2 separate regions of the Lactuca sativa genome follow, and region 1 is linked to region 2. The links are chromatin contacts, called in public Hi-C maps. All regions are on one chromosome and are shown on one strand. Each heading gives the region's core, a stretch centred on a gene start, on an enhancer-like site or on the middle of the called end of the contact. The rest is flanking DNA. Distances are from core to core; before and after follow the strand shown.

What was found. A called contact is a pair of places that touch in the nucleus more often than the background predicts.
Region 1: a Hi-C map of leaf shows a contact between it and region 2, with 9 times the contacts expected there. The contact joins the promoter of LOC111894596 here to the promoter of LOC111894550 in region 2. A contact is called at or near these places in 3 of 4 Hi-C or Micro-C datasets (leaf and seed).

Annotation. Positions count from the first base shown.
Region 1 is chr7:4,128,287-4,132,918 of Lsat_Salinas_v11, forward strand. LOC111894596 (exocyst complex component SEC10b) reads right to left here and starts at 2,041. Exons shown (of 25, transcript XM_052765217.1): 1 at 1,856-2,041; 2 at 787-861; 3 at 434-676; 4 at 260-334. The coding sequence starts at 861.
Region 2 is chr7:3,976,252-3,980,424 of Lsat_Salinas_v11, forward strand. LOC111894550 reads right to left here and starts at 1,419. Exons shown (of 6, transcript XM_023890622.3): 1 at 993-1,419; 2 at 619-684; 3 at 470-544; 4 at 248-377; 5 at 52-177. The coding sequence starts at 1,162.

The DNA.
Region 1 (4,632 bases), core at 791-3,290, 150 kb after region 2:
TTCAAATAAAGTTCGAGGTACCTGGGTGGAACAAAGTTGAAACTCTGATACAATTTAGTGACATTAACCCAGTTAAAAAACAAATCCAACCTAAAAAGTTCCAGAAATTTGTTGAGGCCAATCTATTGATGAAAATTTCAACTTCCAGACTATTAAATCCGTAATAAAACCTTATCTGGTCACTCAAAGATACTTTTTAACTTATGAAAAGCACATAAATACTGAAGTAAACATTCAGAAAATGAGATTAATGATTTACCTCACCAAGCGTCTTCCTATGTTTAGAGTCTTGTGCAGAAACATCTTTTTTGAGATTAAATAGTTTTCCATCAACCTTTAACAAACATACAAAAATGTGTTGAGGAGATTAAATTGCTTAGTGCATAAATGCAACAAAACAAAATAAAAATAATGTTATGCAATCAATATATACCTGTTTCCGAATTTCGACTAACTGCGAACAGGAATTCTTGAACATTGACAATAAAGCATCTACTTCTGGAAATAAAGGAGTCAATTGCCCTTGCCCTTGACCTTGCCCTGCCCTTCCATTAGGCAAAGCATCATTCCCATTAATATTACCATTTGCTTCTAATGAGTCAGCATCTTCTTCTTGGAAAGATGGCAGAAGCTCATTTACTAAGTTTCCAAATAAAGCATCGAAAGAGAAGTCGCCCTTCACAAAACAAATAGGACAAGGTAGCAATGGCGTTGAGTATAAAAAACTGTAATACATGCACCGATTAGATACCATGCACACAAAAACATAAGATTGTGAAGCTTTACCTTGAAGTCTTCTATGTCTAAAACAAGTGGTTGAGATATTTTGTTACTTTTTGTTCCATCTCTAATCTCTTTCATCTGAAAGAAAGAAACATGCATACTCCCTTTAGCCTTTTGTAAATTTATCATGATGAACTTTACATTGATGTCATGTCACAATTAGAATATAAGATAACGTTTTAACCAGATCATCCTAGATAATCATAAAATCTCATTCTAGTAAACAAATTCAGTAACTTCCAAGATTGTATGAATCCATATCTTGAAGCTACAATTTAAAATGAGATAATCACCGAAATATAAAGTTTAAGTTTCTCATATCATTGGTCATGAAGCTATGTCTCCATTTCATATTCAAACTGACAGAATTGTTATTAGCTGGTATTGAACGCACATACTGGAATGGGATGACAGGCAAAGTTAAACTGGGCCTAATTGAAAAGCTGTACCCAGATCATCCTAAATAATCGTAAGATCCCATTCTAGTAAACAAACTTCGGATACTTTAAATACTGTTAAATTCATTTCTCAAAACTGAAAGCAAATAACAAAACTCTCACCCAATTCCACCACAATTTCAATCATAATTCATAAAGTTACAGGTTCACATATTAGCAGATCTCGATGGTCATAGAGCTACTTCCATTTCGAATTTAAGCACATTAGACCCGTTATTGACTAGTATAAAGAAAAACCACTAGTGAACAAACTCCCCAGGCATTACCTAAGAATTTAAATTGAACCTAATTGCAATATTTAACCAGATCATACTAAATAATCGTAAAATTCCATACTACTACAGAAATTTCAGTAAGCCTCGAGATTGTAAAATCGATATCTTAAAACTGAAATTCACTAACATAACTATCACCCAATTCCACCTCAATTTCAATTTTTGAAGTCGCCATTTCAAATATTAGTAGATCTCTCTGGGCATGAAGCTACTTCTCCATTTTAAATTAAAACCAGATAGAATCATAGAAAAACCCTAGCAAAATCTTACAATATGATTGAATTACATCGAATGAGGGGATTAATGGTTCGATAAAGAGATTGGCTATAAACAATAAACCTCGTTGGAGATCAAGTTAAGCACAGACTCCTACTTTGATCTTCCTGAAAGAAATCCTTCTTCTTCGTGTTCTTAAGTTGAAATATTAGATCGACCGGGTGCAGAAAACAGATTGAAGAACAGTAGACGGAGCCTGACCGCGAAGACTACAATGAAGAAAGCGGTAAGCGTAATGACCTTATTGCCCTCTCGACCTGCGGTGACAGCGGTGGATATTTGATTTCCTTTTATGAAAGTAAAAATAAAGGAAAGTCGAGTAACAAACCATTTTTTTGTATGTTTTAAAAAAAAAAATCCATTTTTAAATTATTTTTTGTAAAATAATCATTTTTTCGGAATGGACCGTTTCGGAAATAAATTTGGATTCGTTTTCTGGTTGGCCGGTCCATATTAATAAACATCTCATCCATAAACATTTTCCAAGAAATGTTTTCAATTTAAACAATCAAATCTATCATACAATTGCTCCACTGATTGAACCAAACTTCTTGAATGTTATCACAACCGAGATCAAAGTGACTCCTTTCCAACCTTACTGGCGCGACCCACATAAATGGGATTCTACGTAGATCCAAGTCCTTCCAGAAAAATGGTCAACGCTACTCTCACACTTTATTCATGGGTCAAAAATAGTCGTTGTTCAACACTTGAAGAATGATCGTTGCACCCATAGCATCGTCAAAGTATACTAGTTGATAATTCTTGAGCAGTCTCGTCCATTATACCTAAGCTCGTGCAAAAGTGCATATATTACACCCTAAAGTATATTGATAAACCAACATAGCTCTAGCTCTACTGTTACTAATGATAACGATCAGTTTAACGAGCCAACCAACCCTTCAATTGATATCCAATCTGAGCAACACACAATCTTCTTAATTATATTTCATTCTCCCAAAAGGGACATTCGATTACAACGAGATCCTTGACTAGAAGCTTTTGATGCGAGAACCACGTGCACAACCTTGAAAGCATGAATCTATCAACAACTCACCCTACACCTACTTCTGATCAACCCCTTAATCCTTTTCACCATAAAAGATCTTAACAATCTTGAATACTGAAAATCCAACTAACTTACACTGCAACTTTCTCCGACCTATTGTGATAGAACCCATCAAAATCAAATTGATTGTTGATCCTTCAAACAAAACACTTAGTCCTTCCCCACTCTGGGCTTACTCCCTTATCGGCCGATGTCTTCCCGGTCAAAGCCTAAAATCGATTCATCTAGACACTCTCTAAACATAACTCTCGATATGCAAAATGGCATGTGACAAATCTTGAATATTAATGATATGGGCATATTTAGTTATAAAATTCATGCATTATCTTAATACTTTATGTTGATTTTATCTCATTTAATGAACAAAAGGTGCTTAATTAGTTTAGAATTTCATTTTTCAGCAACAATGACATGCTCGGGTGGAAAATGAAGTGGAATTGGCGATTGGACGCTTGGATCTTGGATTTTGAAGAAAGAAGGATGTTGCTAGACAGCTTGACCCCTCGTCAGTGTTTTGGCCATATCTCATGAACCGTAACTCCGATTGACGAGATTCAAATAGTTCTGAAAACTAGACACAATTTCGGACGACTTTCGTGTTTTGAGAAAATGCTGATTCCAAACGGACTCGACGAGTAGGCCATCAACTCGACGAGTTGATCAGAAGTTTCGCGATTCTTGACTTTGCCTTGCCGCATACGGGATTTTAAGTGATGGACTCGGCGAGTAGGTCACTGGACTCGCCGAGTAGCCCCTGTCTTCATTATATATATATATATATATATATATATATATATATATATATATATATATATAGAGAGAGAGAGAGAGAGAAACGCTTCTCATTCAAACCCTAACGAATGGGGGAAGTTTAGGACGATTTTTGGAGGCCAGAAGGGTTCTTAGAAGCTGTGGTTTTCGAGATTTCAACCTAGATATCAATTTGGAAGAAGATCAAAGGCAATAACACATTACTTTTATCTTAATCTTTTGCATAAACCATGTTTCAATCATTAGATTATGTTTTTAGTTTGTTATTTGCTGTAGATATGAGCTAAAAACTCATAACTTATGTTTATGATAGATGATTCTGTGATTATCGTTTGATTATTGGTAGGATTGATTTAATATTTGTGATTTTGTTGATTCTAGCTTGTTAAAGAACCTTATGTGTGAATGATAAATATTTTTCTGTTAATAGGAAGATAATTGAGCTGCATGAACATCTCTTAGTTGTCAACCTCATATGTTTATGTAACCACTTTATCATATGTCTAGGAATAACGAACGTGAAACTAGAATTAATAAGAAAATTAGGTAAATTCATGTGTGAATTTGTTTGATGAACATCAGCAAGAGGTTAACAAAATGACCAAATTAGTTAACTATTACAAGTCTAAATTAACCCGAATAAATAACCTAGTGAATTGAATTAAATTAGACAACTGGCCACTGTTTGAGTTAGTTTGTTCTCTAAGGATTAGTGCAACGAACGTGAATCTGATCACTTGAATTGATAGCCAATAAAAGAATTAATCCATTGCACTATTACCATAATATCAACCATAGGCTCAATTGAGTTGAACTAAACAGAAGTTCCATTCGTTATTGAATTTAGTTGACTCTTTGTTTATCTAGTTCTTAGTTTCTTAGTTTAAATTTTAGTTAATTGTTTAAGTTTCTAGTCTTGCAAAACTAGAGAAAACCCATTTTCTATTACTTGTTTTATTTAGATAATATTAGCATTTATTTTAATTGTTTACCGTTCCCT
Region 2 (4,173 bases), core at 169-2,668:
GAGTGAAGAACACACTAAAAAGCCAACAAACAAAACCCATAACTCACATACCTTAAAAGATGAATTATCCTTATTTTTCTCAGATGGTGGCGTTGCAATATGACCCATTGGAGCATTTCCAACAAAGTATGTATGAGATAAGTCTCCAATAACAGATTCTAGTGCAGATTCTGCACACTGAAACAACATTTTTTTTAATCAATACCACAAAATCGTTTCAAATATGCAAAGAAATTCACAGAATTACCTTGCGTAAGGTCTCTTCAGACTTGTAAACTTTTTCAGGAAAGTGCCATACAGGCTGCCCTTTTGGACTACCATATGCATCACCATAAAGAAGAAGATATAGCCTTCTATCAAGAGCTCTTTGCAGTGACCTTCATAATAGTTGCACAAAATCCATAATTTAAGTTTAAGTATCAAAGAAAAAGAAGCAAATAATATAACAAGCAATTACATTTACATGTACCTTTTATCATTGGTTTTGTCAGCTTCTGTGATCCTAGGAGCTGGTACGAAATCAATGTGGTATTCACCCTTACCCCTAATAACAAGTTAAAATGTTATGACATTGGAATTTATAGTAATGAAGACATGTAAACTAGTGTGCAAAATTACCTAGCATCAGATTTTTTAAGAAATTCTTCTGGGTATGCACGACGAAACTGCTGTCTCCAACGAAAGCTGCATAATTTCATGATGATATAAGAATTACTTGCAGATGAAAATGAAATGGAAATGAACAGCACAATCACAACGCTCTTTGTTAATTAAGCATACTAGTTTTCGATTCAAATTTGCATCGATTCTAACAAATTGAAGTAGTTTTCATTTGGTCCTCTGAATCTTACCGATTCTGCAAGTTAACAACTAATCTACTTTTTGAATCCTGAAACGTAGAAGGGAATCCTAATTTCTTAACTCAGGTGGTGACTTTTCTGAAAACAATGTGCATACAAATACATATGAATTTAAGGATAGGGATAACTGACGAGAATTCTTGAAAACCGTAGACGACGGGGTCGATTTTAGGAATAACAACCGGAAGCCTCTCAAACAGCACGGACGCTACGATCTTATCATTTTCAGATCCTTTTGATGATGTGCAATAACCTCGATTTGAAGGAAGAAATCGAGATAAGATTCTAGAGGATCTCTGCATACTTTCCTCTATGTAAGCCTCGGATTATCAACGCTTTTTCATACAAACTGGTGGAAAGATTATCGGAGATCGATTCAGTGTGTGGGTGAATCGGAGATTTTGCCTGAGAAGATGAAGACCAAGGGTTTTAGAATTCGGGCTTTGTATCTGGGCCTATTCCAGCCTAACTGAAAACATTTTTGGGCCTTCAATAGTAGCTGTATCACCGCTCCATTCCCTGTGGATTCCTCTTCCTCGTATTCTTGATTTTGACATGTATGGAAGCTTCTCCGTAGACATCTCTTCGATTTTGAAATATATTGAAGCTCCGAGTAGTAAAAAAAATAAAATAAATAAAATAAAAAATAAATATCCTTCTACTTTTCTATGGGCCTAGCAAAATAAAAATTGGATAAAATCTCCACCCCTCAAAATGTAAAAAAAAGTATTTAAATTTTAAAATGTAACATCCCAAATTTAATATACGGTACCAAAATTCATCATCATATCAGGGATGTTTTAAAGGACATGAAATCTTGTTCAGGTCTAAACAAATGTATTAGAATGGAACTTCAAATAAATGACAAAAACATTTCAAAGTTTAAGTATATACACACTAAAAAACAATTTTAGGGTAAAACAATTATTATTTTTAACAAATTTAAAGATTTTTATGTCATTATCTCTAATCAATATGTCAATTGTGATCAAAATATTATATTTTATGATAAAATAGTGCTACAATGAAAGCCTAGTTTTTAATGTGTGAAATTACATTTACACCGGATGTCCAACGACAATTATAAGATTTAAACTCACAGATGTCCAACTTTGATGAACGACAAGATAAATGGACAATTTTGTTTTTATGATGTTGGTTTGTCGATAACATCATATAAAATAAAAAGATTATTAACCAAAAAAAGATGTCAGTAAAAAGCACAGACCTATACTAGGGGAAGTGTGAGAAGCCACCCCACAAAATTAATAACCACTTCTAAAAAATTTATGAATTTTCCTAGTAAGTTTGCAAATTGTCCCCTCAAAATATATTAGAAATAGAAATAAAATATTTAAACTAAAGTTTAGAGTTTTGATCTTTTTATAAGCCCCACCAAACCTATACGATTTCATTCACATGAATCTGCATAAATTCCTTTGCATCTTTTTGTTTATATACCAACAATGTCTACACTCATATACCACATGCAATGTGCGAGATGATTTTTTTTTCCTTTTTGTCTTCATGCCCTTTTGTTTAAATATGCTAAAAGATTGTAGATAGATGGTATATTAACTTTTTTCAGTAAAAAAATGTTAAAATACTAAAATTTGCATCAAATAAATAATTCGGTCAAAAATTGGCTTCGGAAAATATGAAACCACCGAAAAGAAATTGCCCCCATCAAAAACAATTTTTGGGTCCGCCTAAGAGAGCAATAGAGGTTTGCGGCAGCGGACACAATGCGGCGGGAACAAATAATTGTGTGATTTTTGTTAAGGTCTTAGGGATGGAAATGGGGTAAAGATTGACCATCTATGTCTTCGTCTCTAACATCGACCCCACCATCTGGGGGGACTCGAATCTCCTCCTCTTTAGATTTTGAGTTTATCCTCGACTCATCCCCGACCCATCAACTTAATAAATTCAATGTATGCAAAAACTAATTTGAAGTTTAATAAGTTATCAAAAGGGTCGATGCCATAAAAACCTTCAAATTTGTATGAAATTGTCAGGTTTACCCAAAGTTCGAATTTGTGTCTGTTTTTGTCTCAAACTTGCATTAAATGTTGTGTTTTTACCTATTAACCAGTTTTCTTTTAATAGGTCGGTTACCACTTGCATAACTAGAAGCTCATGAACGTCGTTTGGGAGAAAACCCCAACTCCGTTAGGGACATTAAACTGTTGCATCCTCATTCTCCCTCTATATTGCAATCACTTTTCACCTTTTTGCATAGTGTCGACTGAAATTAGAAAGCTATTTTTATCAAAAAAATATTTTAAATATATCAAAATTCATAATTTTTTATTCTTTATAAATATACATCTATATTGATATAGTTTTAAGATACATAAAAAATTTATTTTTTTAGAGTTTTATCTCTCGTTATTCATAAGTGAATAAAAAATCGATCAGAGTTTTATTGCAGTACATTCATTATTCATTTATAAATAAAACGTATGTTTAACTTTTTTACAGTTTAGATATCATTCATATATAAATATAACACGTAATAAAACTTTTTTACCTAATATATATATATATATATATATATATATATATATATATATATATATATATATATATATATATATATATATATATATATATATATATGGTAAAAAAGTTTTATTACGTGTATAATGTAGTTATATTTATATATGAATGATATTTAAACTCTAAAAAAAATTAATCATACTTTTTATTTATAAGTGAATAACAAATATAATGTAGTAAAAATCTGATGCATTTTTATTCACTTATAAATAATAATAGCTGAAACTATAAAAAAATAAAAAAAAAAATATTTTATCTTAAAAATATATCAATATAGATGTCTATTTATAGAGAATAAAAAATTATGAATTTTGATGTATTTAAAATCATTTTTCGATAAAAATAGCTCCTTAAAACATAAAAAAACAAAAAATATATATATATATGTTTTTGTATATATTAAGGTAATGATTAGCAATATTTAAAGAAACATGTTTTGTTGCAAAATACATGTGTATTCCTTTATCATTTATGTTGGTACGTCGGAGACTTTTACGACAAAAGTAAATGATTGTTGAGAATGATTTCACATTCTCAACCTTTTTTATTTTTTCAATTGGACTTACCCCTCCTCTCTCCCCCCCCCCCCCCCCCCTCTCTCTCTCTCTCTCTCTCTCTCTATATATATATATATATATATATATATATATATATATATATATATATATATATATATATATATATATATGTCAAGGCATTGTTATATATAGTTGAAGACAACCGTCAAAATATATATTCAAAGCTTGTATAA